2 separate regions of the Callithrix jacchus genome follow, and region 2 is linked to region 1. The links are chromatin contacts, called in public Hi-C maps. All regions are on one chromosome and are shown on one strand. Each heading gives the region's core, a stretch centred on a gene start, on an enhancer-like site or on the middle of the called end of the contact. The rest is flanking DNA. Distances are from core to core; before and after follow the strand shown.

The links. A called contact is a pair of places that touch in the nucleus more often than the background predicts.
Region 2: a Hi-C map of skeletal muscle shows a contact between it and region 1, with 5 times the contacts expected there. The contact joins two enhancer-like sites. A contact is called at or near these places in 2 of 3 Hi-C or Micro-C datasets (both in skeletal muscle).

The regions. Positions count from the first base shown.
Region 1 is chr2:5,644,622-5,650,096 of calJac240_pri, reverse strand. All of the region lies in intron 5 of AUTS2 (activator of transcription and developmental regulator AUTS2), which reads left to right. Among named protein-coding and RNA genes, the nearest start is that of GALNT17, 370 kb to the right of the region's middle. Within about 2 kb of position 3,911, at least 13 of the 16 cell types and tissues checked have an H3K27ac peak or open chromatin away from gene starts, as enhancers often do. A contact at or near this core is called in skeletal muscle, where this site is marked.
Region 2 is chr2:5,913,682-5,919,730 of calJac240_pri, reverse strand. The region is part of intron 4 of AUTS2 (activator of transcription and developmental regulator AUTS2); the gene reads left to right. Among named protein-coding and RNA genes, the nearest start is that of GALNT17, 640 kb to the right of the region's middle. Within about 2 kb of position 1,675, at least 3 of the 16 cell types and tissues checked have an H3K27ac peak or open chromatin away from gene starts, as enhancers often do. A contact at or near this core is called in skeletal muscle, where this site is marked.

The DNA of each region.
Region 1 (5,475 bases), core at 2,662-5,161:
CATCCTGATTCTTGAAAGTCAGCCCTCTGACCTGGATTCATCACCTGATATATGGATTATCTATTTTTTTTTCTTTCCTCCTTCTTCCTACTTCTGACACTGTCATGTACCTGTTTCCCTCCAATTTTGACATTCTTTCCCATCCCTACTTCCAGAAAGCATGGGGAATAGAGCAGTTTGGAAACCAGGCAGAATGGGCTCATTCGTGGGTCTAGAGAGAGGTTGAGAAATGAAGAAAGGTCCCAGTGGGTAGTGTGCTGCAACTGGGCCAGCCAGGGGCTCCCAGGGAGCAGGACTGGAGGTGGCCACAGTGGTCAGAGGCTTGGGTTTTGGTGTTCCCAGGTTCCTCTTGATGGCAGATCATCAAATAGGGACACATGCAGATCTGGCCAAGGTCGTCCTCTGAGGCCTAATCCCTGATAACCATTGATGACAATCTTTTGTTGCTGTCATTGTTGTTGTTATTGAGACACAGTCTCACTCTGTTGCCCAGGCTAGAGTGCAATGATAACGGCGTGATCTCAGCTCACTGCAACCTCTGCCTCCCAGGCTAAAGCAATTCTCCTGCCTCAGCCTCCCAAATAGCTGGGATTACAGGCACCGGCCACAACGCCCAGCTAATTTTTGTATTTTTAGTAGAGATTGGTTTTTGCCACATTGGCCAGGCTGATCTTGAACTCCTGACCTCAAGTGATCAGCCCACCTCAGCCTTGCAAAGTGCTGGCATTACAGGCGTGAGCCACCTCGCCCAGCCTGATGACAATCTTAATGCAAGGCTTAAGTGTCAGAAGTGCCACCTGATGAAAGCACCCTGGAGAGCCAAGTGCTTTCAGCTGGTCAGCTAAGCTGCCAGGCCATCGTGCTCTCAGTTTACCCTGTAGAGGATCCAGCAGAAGCTCAGGCAGTTTCTTCCCTGGGACACTCATTTTGCGAGAGCAACAAGATAAGAAAACTGCCTGCTCCATTTTGATTGTTCCAAAAGAAACACCTTTTAATGTCTTTTCTTGAACATTTCATGTGTGCCTTTGAGCTATGTTGGTATTGTATAAACAGCTTCAGAATGAATGCCCCCTTGCTTGAGGAGCACAGCTGGGTTCTGTGACATCTTGTAAGCAACTGGAAAATCCATCTCCAAACCTACACCTTCTGAGATGCCTTTTCTTTTGACTTCTCAGGAGGCAGTGCTAGAGAAAAATCACTATTACCTATCTTTTTAAAAAGACTTGGATAACACCACATCGTGCTACGGGTTTGGGGGAGGGGATGCTGAGGCTAGAAAGAGACAGGGCTTCTTATTTCCAAAATTAGAGGCTAGAGAATGGGGAAGTATGCCATACAGCAAGCACTCCCCCCCCATTTTTTTAACTTGAGAGGTTTTTCAAGAGTACCATGAAATCAAATAGTGATAGATATGCAACTTCAAAGAGTCAAGGAACAGCCATCATTACTCTCAGTCTGCATGTCATTCGTATGTGGCATGCATCTCTCCCAACCCCATTCCCTTCCCCTCTTCACAGCCACACTCCAGGTAACAGTAGCACTGGGAGGGGACTCAGGAACTGCAATTTTCCTCTCACCCCACCCTGGTGTTCCTGCTGTACCCCAGAACCCTACCAGTTGCAAGCTAGGCCTTGCTTGCCCTTTTTCTTGTACTGGGAAAATTGCAGCAGCTTTTCCTGTGCACCAAGGAGGGACCTTATCAAGCTGCAGGTGTGGAGTTAAAACTCCAGATGTTTTCAGAGGGTTTCCTCTCCCCAGGTGTATTCTGGTGGGAGTGGCTTGCTCAGGGGAACCCCACACCCTCTTGAGGCACTGCACTTTGCTCCAGGGGACACAGACATGATACAGGTTAGGATGATAGGCATAACTGCTGCCCACGTAGTGAGGCTTTGGCATTGCTTTTATTCTTTCCCTACATTGGTGGATGCCAGGGGAAGCAACAGGCTCCCCTTTTGTGGATGCAGAGTGTGCAGATGTCAGAGGCTGTGAGGAGTTGAGAGGAGAGGATTTGTAAGTGGCCAGTTCATGCTCTCACTTATTCATGAAACCGAATACACTGCGCTTAGTCGGCTGTGGTGGGGAAGGAGGTTAGGTGAAGACCTTAGTGTTCTGAGACCCAGACCCTGATCCTCCTCTCCATTTTCCTCAATGCAATTATTATTCTGTATTGAGCGCCTACTGTGACAGGCCTTTCACATATATGACATTCCCACTGAACCCTCACAACCGCCCAGAGAGACTGCTCTTTGCAGATGTGACTGACTTGGTGGCAATTCAACCCCAGGCTTCGGGCCTAGTAGCCTTTCCCTGGCATGGCATGGCACAATCATGGAAGCAGCAACTGCGGGGAGGGCAAGGATAGGTGCAGTTCCCGCCGCGCCCGCCCACGGGGAAGTCAGCCGGGGCGGGGGGACTCGAGGGCCTGAGCCACGCGGGGAGCAACAGCTGTCGATGTAGCGCCCGGGGATCTCGCCTCCGTAGGGCCGACCCGGCGCCGGGGCCGAGAGGAGGGGCGGCGAGGGGCGGGGCGCGTGGGGCGGGACGGAGGAGGGGCGGTGGCACGGGCGGCTCGGGCTCGGCGCGCCGAGGAAGTCCCGCTCCGAGAGCTGCGAGCGTCTAGAGGAGGCGCGCTCCGCGCAGTCGGGGAGTGAAGTCCGGAGCAAGGGCCCCCCGCGCCGCCGCCGCCGCCGCCCGCACTTGCCACCGTCCAGCCAGGGCGCCTGCGGCGGCCGCCGATGGAGTTCACTTGAGCTGTGAACCGGCGGGAGAGGCAGGAGCCCGCGAGCCGAACGCGGGCCGGACCCCAGCCATCGCCGGGCGCTCGCCCGCCAGCCCGCAAGCTCCGGCCAGAGGCGCCGCCACCCCGTGCCCCAGCTGCTGCAGCGCCTCCCGGGCCGCGAGCCGGCGAGATCCGCACAAAATCTAAACTCCCGAAACGGCTCCCCCCAGCGCCGCGGAGGCAGCAGGCTCAGGACCGAGCAACCCGCGGCGCGGCTGGAGAGGCGGGACCGGCTGTTGGGGAGCCCCGGGCGGCTGCCGAGGAGAAGCCGCCGCGCGCCCTCCTCCTCCCTCTCCCTCCTCCCTCCCTCCGCACATGGTCTCCTTTGTCCTGTCGCCGCCGCCGCCTCGCTCTTAGCTCCGCGCGCCACGGCGGCGGCTTGGGCCGCTCCTCTCTGCCTCGCCCTCCCGCCAGCCGGCCCCGGACGTGCCTCGTGAGCCCCCGCCGCGCCCGCCCGGCCCCGCGCGCCGCAGGAGCAGCCGGGAGACAGCGGCAAGCGTGGGCCGGGCGATCTCCGCGGGCGAGCTCCTCCCGCCGCTCGGGGCCTTGGCCGCGCTGGATGTGTGCGCGCGGCGCAGGCTCTCCGCCGCCCCGAAGCTGCTGCCCCGTTCGGATCTGGTTCGGTGCCTTCGCTCTCGGACTTCGGCGAGGAAGCAGCCCAGAGACTCTTGTGCACGGAGCCGGGTCGGGAGTTGGGCGTTTTCTCTTCGTGTGTTTTGGTGGTTTCCTCCTGGTCTCTGACGATCGCCCTTCTGGAGCCCTGTTAAGGAATCAAACCATGAACTTGGGGCTGACCGGACCGCTTGACCCTTTGCGACCAGGTAATGCAGCCCCCGGGGCGCGGCTCGCTCACCCGCCACCTGCGGTCGGAAGGGAGGCGGCCGGGTCGGGGGTCTTTTGTTGCGGCGGCCGAGCCGGCGGGCAGGGGTGGCCAGGGCGGGCTCCTCGCGTCCGGCGCGCCCAAGGCCCCCTTCGCCACCCCTCCTCCCTGCTTTTCTCCCCCCTCTGCGGCCCTGTCGCCCGCCTTTGTACTTTCCTCCCTTGGCCGGCCCGGCTCGGCTGGGGAGCGGCTGCGCGGGGCCCGGAGCTGTGCGGTCAGCCCGGGAGGGCCTGGCGTTCGCCACCGAGTTCCGATGCGGGGAGGGGGCCGGGGCCTGCGTCCGCTGGAGCTGGGGGCCCTGGCGCGGCGCGGCGCGGCGCTGGCGGCTCCTGGGGTCACGCTTCCCCCGCGCCGAGGTCGGAATCCCGCCTGCACGCGTTGCCAGGGAATCGGAAGGAGATCTGGGCTCGGGTTCGGCAGCGGGTGAAAGAACTCGCGCTTAAGTTTGCAGGAGGTTTCTCTTTTCCTGTTCGAAAGCCCCCCTTCCCTTCCCGCCTGTGCGGGCGCGGAGGGCGGCCCCCGGGGTCTGCGTCCGAAGGGAGTGAGGGGGGACCTGGAGCGGGATCCGCTGGGACCCACCCCGCCTGCGAGCACGGCTTTTATAAGTTTTCCTTATTCTCCGCGTTCCCGCCTCCTTTCTGTTTCTCTTATTTAACTTTTCTTTAAACGCCAACTACGGCTTCTAGCAATATTTTTTTACATCCAAAACAAACAAAAAAAACTTCTTCCCCTTCCCCTTAAATAAAAAGCAGCCAAAAGAGAGCTATGGTTTTCTGTCAGTTTTAGATTCAACCACTTCATGCCCCTACCCTCCAAAACCGGGCCGAGGGGATAAAAGGAAGTGAGTAAAATCTTCAAGTCTGTAGCGGGTAGAGGTGCCCCGTGTTAAAAAAAAGAGAAAAAAGAAGGAAGAGCTCCACTCGCCTGCTCACTCTGGGCTCACCTGTTTTCCATTAGATTAAGCGGGGGGAGGAAAGCCAGGAAAATGATCCAGGTAATACAAGGAAATGCATACTATTTTCTGAAAGCAACGAAAATGGTAAACATTCCCAAGATCAAGACCCAAGGAACCACATCATTTCTACAAATGTTCTAAAAGCCTAAGTAGAAGGAAAGTTCATTGAGGAAAAGCAAAGGGTACTCGTGTCGTTTCCCCTTAAGATTTTAGGAAGAAGCCTGACTTGTTAGGACAGTGGTCGGCCGCAGTTGTAACCACCTGGTTGGGAGACAGGAGGGATCCAGAATGCTTCCCGTCGTCATCTTAGGAGTGTTTTTCTGTGGAGGCCTTTCTGAGACACCCCTTTCTCAGTCGCAAGAGGCATGGTGTCCAGCCTTACTACTTGTATCAGTCAAGTAAGGGCTCAGAAAGCTTTCAATCGAAGATGCACTCCAAAGCCTCTCTGAATGTCCGCTCAGACTTCCTTCCTTAATAACCTGCTGGTCGGCGTCATAGTAATGACATCTTCAAGTCTGGTTCACACACGAGGATCACCACAGTGTCTGTTTGAGAATCCCATGTGGAGCCCAGTGGAGCTGACAAAGGTGGCAGAGCAAAAGGCCTGTTTACCCTCAGCTCTGTCCTTTTCCCTGGAACACGCATACACATACACCAAGTGCAAATAAAAACTTGGTCAGGAACCGTTTCCTTTCCCTGTTTATGCTTTTTTTTTGTTTGTTTTGTTTTAATTTTTAGACAAAAAATTTCAACAAGATCTTCAAGGTATGTTTATGCTTTTTGCATTCGGAGACAGTAATTTGGTTTTAAATTTCTTGGGCCCAGTTAAGACTCGCTTTAATAGGGAATGCCAGAATTTTC
Region 2 (6,049 bases), core at 426-2,925, 270 kb before region 1:
GTGGGCTGGATCAGACCATATGTAAGGTTCTTGGTGCTTTTCTGTGGGCGCACACACAGACATTAACCAATCCAGAAATGAATGTTGTTGTCCTCATACAGTGCCAGTGGCTGAGTTCTGCCCTGATCCTTTCAGACCTCTCTGAAGCTTGACTTTGAAATCTGCTTTTCTTTGAACCTTATATGTGAGAGAGAAGCCCTTCTTTCCCACTCAAGAATGGTTCTGTGGTTACAGTGGCTCTGTGGATCTTTTGTCCCTGGCTGGCTCCTTCATATGTTATCGTAAGGTTTTAGTTTGTGCTGTCATGCAGATGTCTTTTTTTCTCACTCAGATTTTCTCTTAGACACTGTAATATAATCTGTAATTTATGGTACAGGAGCAAGTTTTTACAAAGGAAGATACATGTGATTTGTCACTTTCCAGTCTGATTAAATGTAACTAAACCTTCAATAGTATTTGCCTTCAATAGCACAACCCACAGCAACCTGTCACACATAGGAGATAAGGTAGGTTTCATATTTTATATCATCTGGACTCTCTTTCTGTGTCCTGTGTGTAACAGGCCCCCAGGAAACAGGAAGTCCCCCACTAGTGAGCACCTCTAATGTGAACGATTGCACCCTCAGCCCATTTTGGTGAGCAAGAATAAGCAGCTTGCTCTAGGTGGGCTCTTTTGAATGGGCCTTGACCAAGCTCAATGCTCTCTCTCTCCTCTTGGCTTCTGGCACCTGTCAGCAGTAGCAGGCATTGCTTGCTTGAAAAGGGGCTCTCCTTGGGTTTTCCTGCCTCTTGGAACACAGAGCTTAATTCACTACTGGCTCCCTAACTCCAGGAAGAAGCAATGATCTTCAGCTCCATGAACCCATCCAGCAACCCACAACGGCCTACAAAATATGTTCTCTCGCCTACAGCCTCATCCCAGTTGCTACCACAGCCCTGCTGGCTCAGCGCCTGCCGTGGTCACGGTCCACTCTCAAGGGACAGTGCCTTATGTCAGCAGGCCCTGTCTTGATCCCAGGTGCTGGGAAGACATGATTGCAGCCTCCTGCGCCCTTGCCCCCCTCTTCCGACACACACACTCTGAGCCTGCAAGGTACAGCAGCCCACTAAAGCTCTAGTTAAAAGTACCAAGTTGCTGGAATGCCCAGGGAAGTGAGAATGAGCGGGTCTCACACAGGGATGATTTGAAACAAGCCTTGTGGCTTTTTAATAATGTGCCAAAGCGGTCTCAGTGGTGGGCCAGCAGGGCCCCCAGTCTATCTTCTGTGAAAGGAGAAAGCCCAGCAGGCCCTGCCGAATGCAGACAGCCCCTCCACTCTGCTGGAGGAGACAGACTCCGAGATGGCAATCAAGGCTTGATTTGCCAACACATTTCCAATGATTAAAATGTAATTAGCACAACTGAGTGCCTCCTCCCCAGCTAATTTTAATACATGCTGTGACAGGCAGGCAGCCGGCTGTGCCTTTAGCCCAGCAGCAGATGGAGGCAGAGGCAGCGGGAGAGGAAAACCATTTTGCAATGTGACTATTCGCATCACAAAACCATCAGGGCGCTCAGCTCTTAGAAGGCCCTTGATGGCAGCACATCAAATTGGCGCTGTCATAGCTGACCGTGGCAATGGCAGTCATCCTTCATACTGTCCCAGAAGCACAGCGAGGCAATTTCCAGGCGTAACCCTTTAAGATCTAGAAGGGGAGAGAGAGACTTGGAGAGCACACTTGTCGTCTTGCAGTGACAGGCGTGAGCTTTGCAATGTGCGCTGTGAAACCCACGCTCTTGGCAGCTTGCAAACCGTTACTTACACGTTCCTTTTCCAAGGCACAGTGGAGTGTGGTTCAGAAGCTTTGGAAATAGCTGTTTCTCCAAATGGGAGACAGGCGTGAGCTGCCTTCTGTGTGCATTATCTGAACTGGGGAGGATGAGCTTTTCAGCCTGAGATGGCGTGGAGGTTTCCTCTTTTATTCCATTCATCCCACAGAAGCCTTTGAGCCTGGGGCCTCTCATTATGACCGTCTGCTTTTCTCCTATCTTGAAGGGCATGTCAGACAAGCTGCAAAGTCCAGAGGACCTTGTGCCTGTGCTCCTGTTTTCTCACCTCCTGGCAGAAACACTGGGCCCTTACCACTGTTGTCTGGCTGGCCTGCCCCTTCCAAGGCACCACCTGAAAAGGAGGCAAGCTCCTTGGAGGCTAAGGATCGTTTGGGCCTCCCTGGGATTTGGGGTGCACAGGGTAATTACTGGGGGCACTTGTGTTCTTTGGGATCTGTCACCCAAGCTTGGTGGCTATCTCTCTTATTTTACACGTGTGTGTGTGTGTGTGTGTGTTAAAAGTACCAAGTTGCTGGAATGCTCAGGGAAGTGAGAATGAGCGGGTCTCACACAGGGACCCCTGCATTTTTTCCAGCCTTTTTTTCTTTCTATATGTGTGCTTAGCAATTTTAAAGTAATATTGTATATGTAACTATATGTGTCTTGCTTCCTTCATTGTAGTAGTAATAATGAAAGTAGCCATTTTTAATGTGTGTAGACAGTCTTACCATGTTGCCCTGGCTGATCTTGAGCTCCAGGGCTTAAGGGATTCCCTCCCCTTGGCCTCCCAGAGTGCTGGGATTACAGGCATGAGCCACTGTTTCTGGCCTGGTGGCAGACTTTCATAGAACACTGAGACTAGACAAGCCTAAGTAATAGCAGTGATGATGATAAGCATGTATTTGGCATTTACCATGGCTGAGAACGGTTAATCCCTTAAATGTATTTCCTCACTTAATATCCACATAAACCTAGGGGCTCCATATTATTATTCCCATTTTATGGATGAGGAAACAAAGCCACAGTGAGGTGCAGTAACTTCCCCAGCCTCTGCTGTTAAGTGGCAGAACCCAAATAGAAACACCTGTCTTTCCCTCTTGTGAGCGGGACAAAAGAGTCACAGTGGAGACATGCTGCACCAGAGATGCCTCATCAGTTGAAGCCTCTGAGCAGAGAAATCTGATCTGAGAACAGTGGGATTGTTCTTTGCCATCAATGGCCTCTGAAGATCAGCAACCGTGGGAACCTCCCGGACTCCATCACACGGGTGACGTTTATATGTCATTGTGCGTGTGTATCTTTTTCTCCTCTAACTGAAAAATAATATGTAATCATTAGAGATAAAAATGACAGTGAATGTAAAGATGAAAATTAAAATTACCCAAGTTCTTCATCACTCTGAAATAAAGTGTTTGGTGCATTTTTTCCAGTCTTTTTTTTTTCTTTCTATATGTGTGCTTAGCAATTTTAAAGTAATATTGTATATGTAATTATATGTGTCTTGTTTCCTTCATTGTAGTAGTAATAATGAAAGTAGCAGTTTTTAATGTATTTTCTTCTTACTGCTATGTTCAGAGATAGTTACTGTCACCCTTGTTTTATTGATTAAAAAAATAATTGGGCTGGGCACAGTGGCTCACACCTGTAATCCCAGCCCTTTGGGGAGGCTGAGGTGGGCCGATCATGAGGTCAGGTGATTGAGACCATCCTGCCAACATTGTGAGACCCCCATCTCTACTAAAATACAAAAAATTAGCTGGGCGCAGTGGTGTCTGCCTGTAGTTCCAGCTACTCAGGAGGCTGAGGCAGGAGAATCGCTTGAACTCGGGAGACAGAGGTTGCAGTGAGCCGAGATCGCACCACTGCACTCCAGCCTGGCAACAGAGCAAGACTCTGTCTCAAAAAAGAAAGAAAGAAAAGGAAGGAAGGGAGGAAAGAAAGAAGGAAGGAGGGAGGGAGGGAGGGAGGGAGGGAAGGGAGAGAGGGAAGGAAAGAAATTGAACCTGTGGGAAGATATGTAACTCACCCAAGGTTACTTCTGTTAGGTTGGTCCGGTTTTGGCCGTTACTTTTGTACCAACCTGATAGGATTTTTAAACTTCCCTATGACTGTGACCACTTTTCCATTTCAGCAAAATTCTTTATAAACTTTAACTTAATGGGTGAGCACAACATTGGCACCTTGACCTTTTCCCCAATTTGGCGACATTTAGGGTTATGAAGTCTGCGTACTGGGTTAGTGCAGAGATTCAGAAACACCAGTATTCAAATGGCCAGATCTTTTTCTTACAGATTTATGACTCTTGACAAGTTGCTTAATGTCTTTAAGGCCCCTTCTTTCGGTGTAAAATTGGAAAACTAAAGCCTACACATACGCGGGGGTGAGGAGGGGGAGTTTGGTGTGCGGTCAGAAACGTGAATGTATGAGAAGTCTGTCTTCGCAGATTTCCTGGCTCTTGCTATGTGTTGACAGTAGCCATATAAATAATGGATTATTGGGTCATTTCCTAATTCCATAATGAAATTTTTAAACAAATTCTTATAGACATTTTTGTTCCTTTGTGAGAATAGTTGAGCTAGACAGTATGGAAAATGCGAAGGCTCTTGATGCATACTTCTCTTCTTCTGATGCATATTGCAAAATTATTTTCCAAATAGAAATTGACATTCCTCCAGAATTATATGAGTGTCTGCCTCACGACAGCCTTGCCAACACTGCATGTCAGCATTTACATGTTTTTTTCTAATTTGATTGATGAAGCGAAATATATCTTTTTAATCTGCATTTCTTTGATTACTAGTGAGGTGGAACATTTTTTTCATATGTTTATTAGCCATTTATATTTCCTCTTCCATGAATTGACCTCTTTGCTTCTGAAAGGAAGGATGAGTCTCCAAGGGCTAGCTAGAGAAAAGATGCTCCAGTGATAATTATCTTGGAGCCCTGGGGCAAGGAGTTGCCGGGAGAGAATTAAAGGTCTCCTGGGGCGATGAGGTGGCTACCAAGTGAGCTTCTTTCTAATCCGAAGCAAGGCTTTCTACACAATCAGCTTGAAATCTGTATTTGTTCTCTTCCTTTTTTGTTCTGTTAAGAAATATTTTTTATTTTTAAGTGAAACTCTTCACATTCTACTCAAGCCAGTGCTTGTAATTCTTTCAGGGCAGACAACGAGCATGCTTGTTCGGTTTGGGTTTTTTGCTCTGAGAGTCCCATTGGTTTACAGTGAAGTTGCTGTAGATCTTGCCTGAGTCTTTTATGATCCCTGCCATCCAGCCAGGAGCTGTGACTGCTCTGTATCCTTCTTAGATTTAAATCTGTTGCTTGTGTTCTCCTCATAGTGTTACAGAGCAGCAGAGCCCATCCATACTGATGTCTTAATATCATTCTCTCCTTCTTGGATTTATAGGGCAAAATAAACCCTTTGCCATAGAAGTGCTTATTGATTACTGAAGTACATAATAAAGCCTAAGAATAAAGTAAGACCAAGTAATCGGTTCTGTTCCTGGGGGATGACAATAAACTCTGGCCGAGGCAGCCTCTGAAGGTTGCCTTTTGCCTTGGAGCTAGGAGGCTCCTTTTTAATTAGTTGTTAAGAGTGAGCAGTGAATGATAGAAACCAGACAAAAAGACTGCATACTGTGTGGTTCCATTTATATAAAATTTCAGAAAATACCTACAAATATATAGTGACAGAAGGCACATCAGTGATACGGGGAGGGACCTGAGAGAGGGTCAGAGCTTTGGGGAGGGATGGACAGGTTCACTGTCTTGATCATGGTGATGGTTTCACAGGTGTATACATATGTATGAAAACCTATCAAATGGTGCCTTTTAAATATGTGCCTTTTACCAATTATATCAGTTATATCTCAGTGTGCCTTTTACGAGTGTCAATTATATCTCAATGAAGCCGCAAAAAAAAAGTAAACAGTATCCCATAAAGAAACAATCCGTGGCTCACTCTGTGCTAGAAAAATTGTCTCTTTTCTTAGAAAGCTGTATTTTGAAGAACCTTTAGGAGGAATTGTGAGACTACATTTCACCTTCACCTTTAACTGAATGGGGGCTTTAGAATACTGAAAGATACCACCAAAAATAAAATAAAAAGGCATAGGAGGGTAGGATAGCCCTCTTTCTTCATTCCTTTTTCTTTCCTACATCTGAACCTTAAAGGTGGTTTTTAGTGTAATGTTTTAGTAAAACAAAAAAAGATATTTAGAAAATAGTCTTATTTTCTCT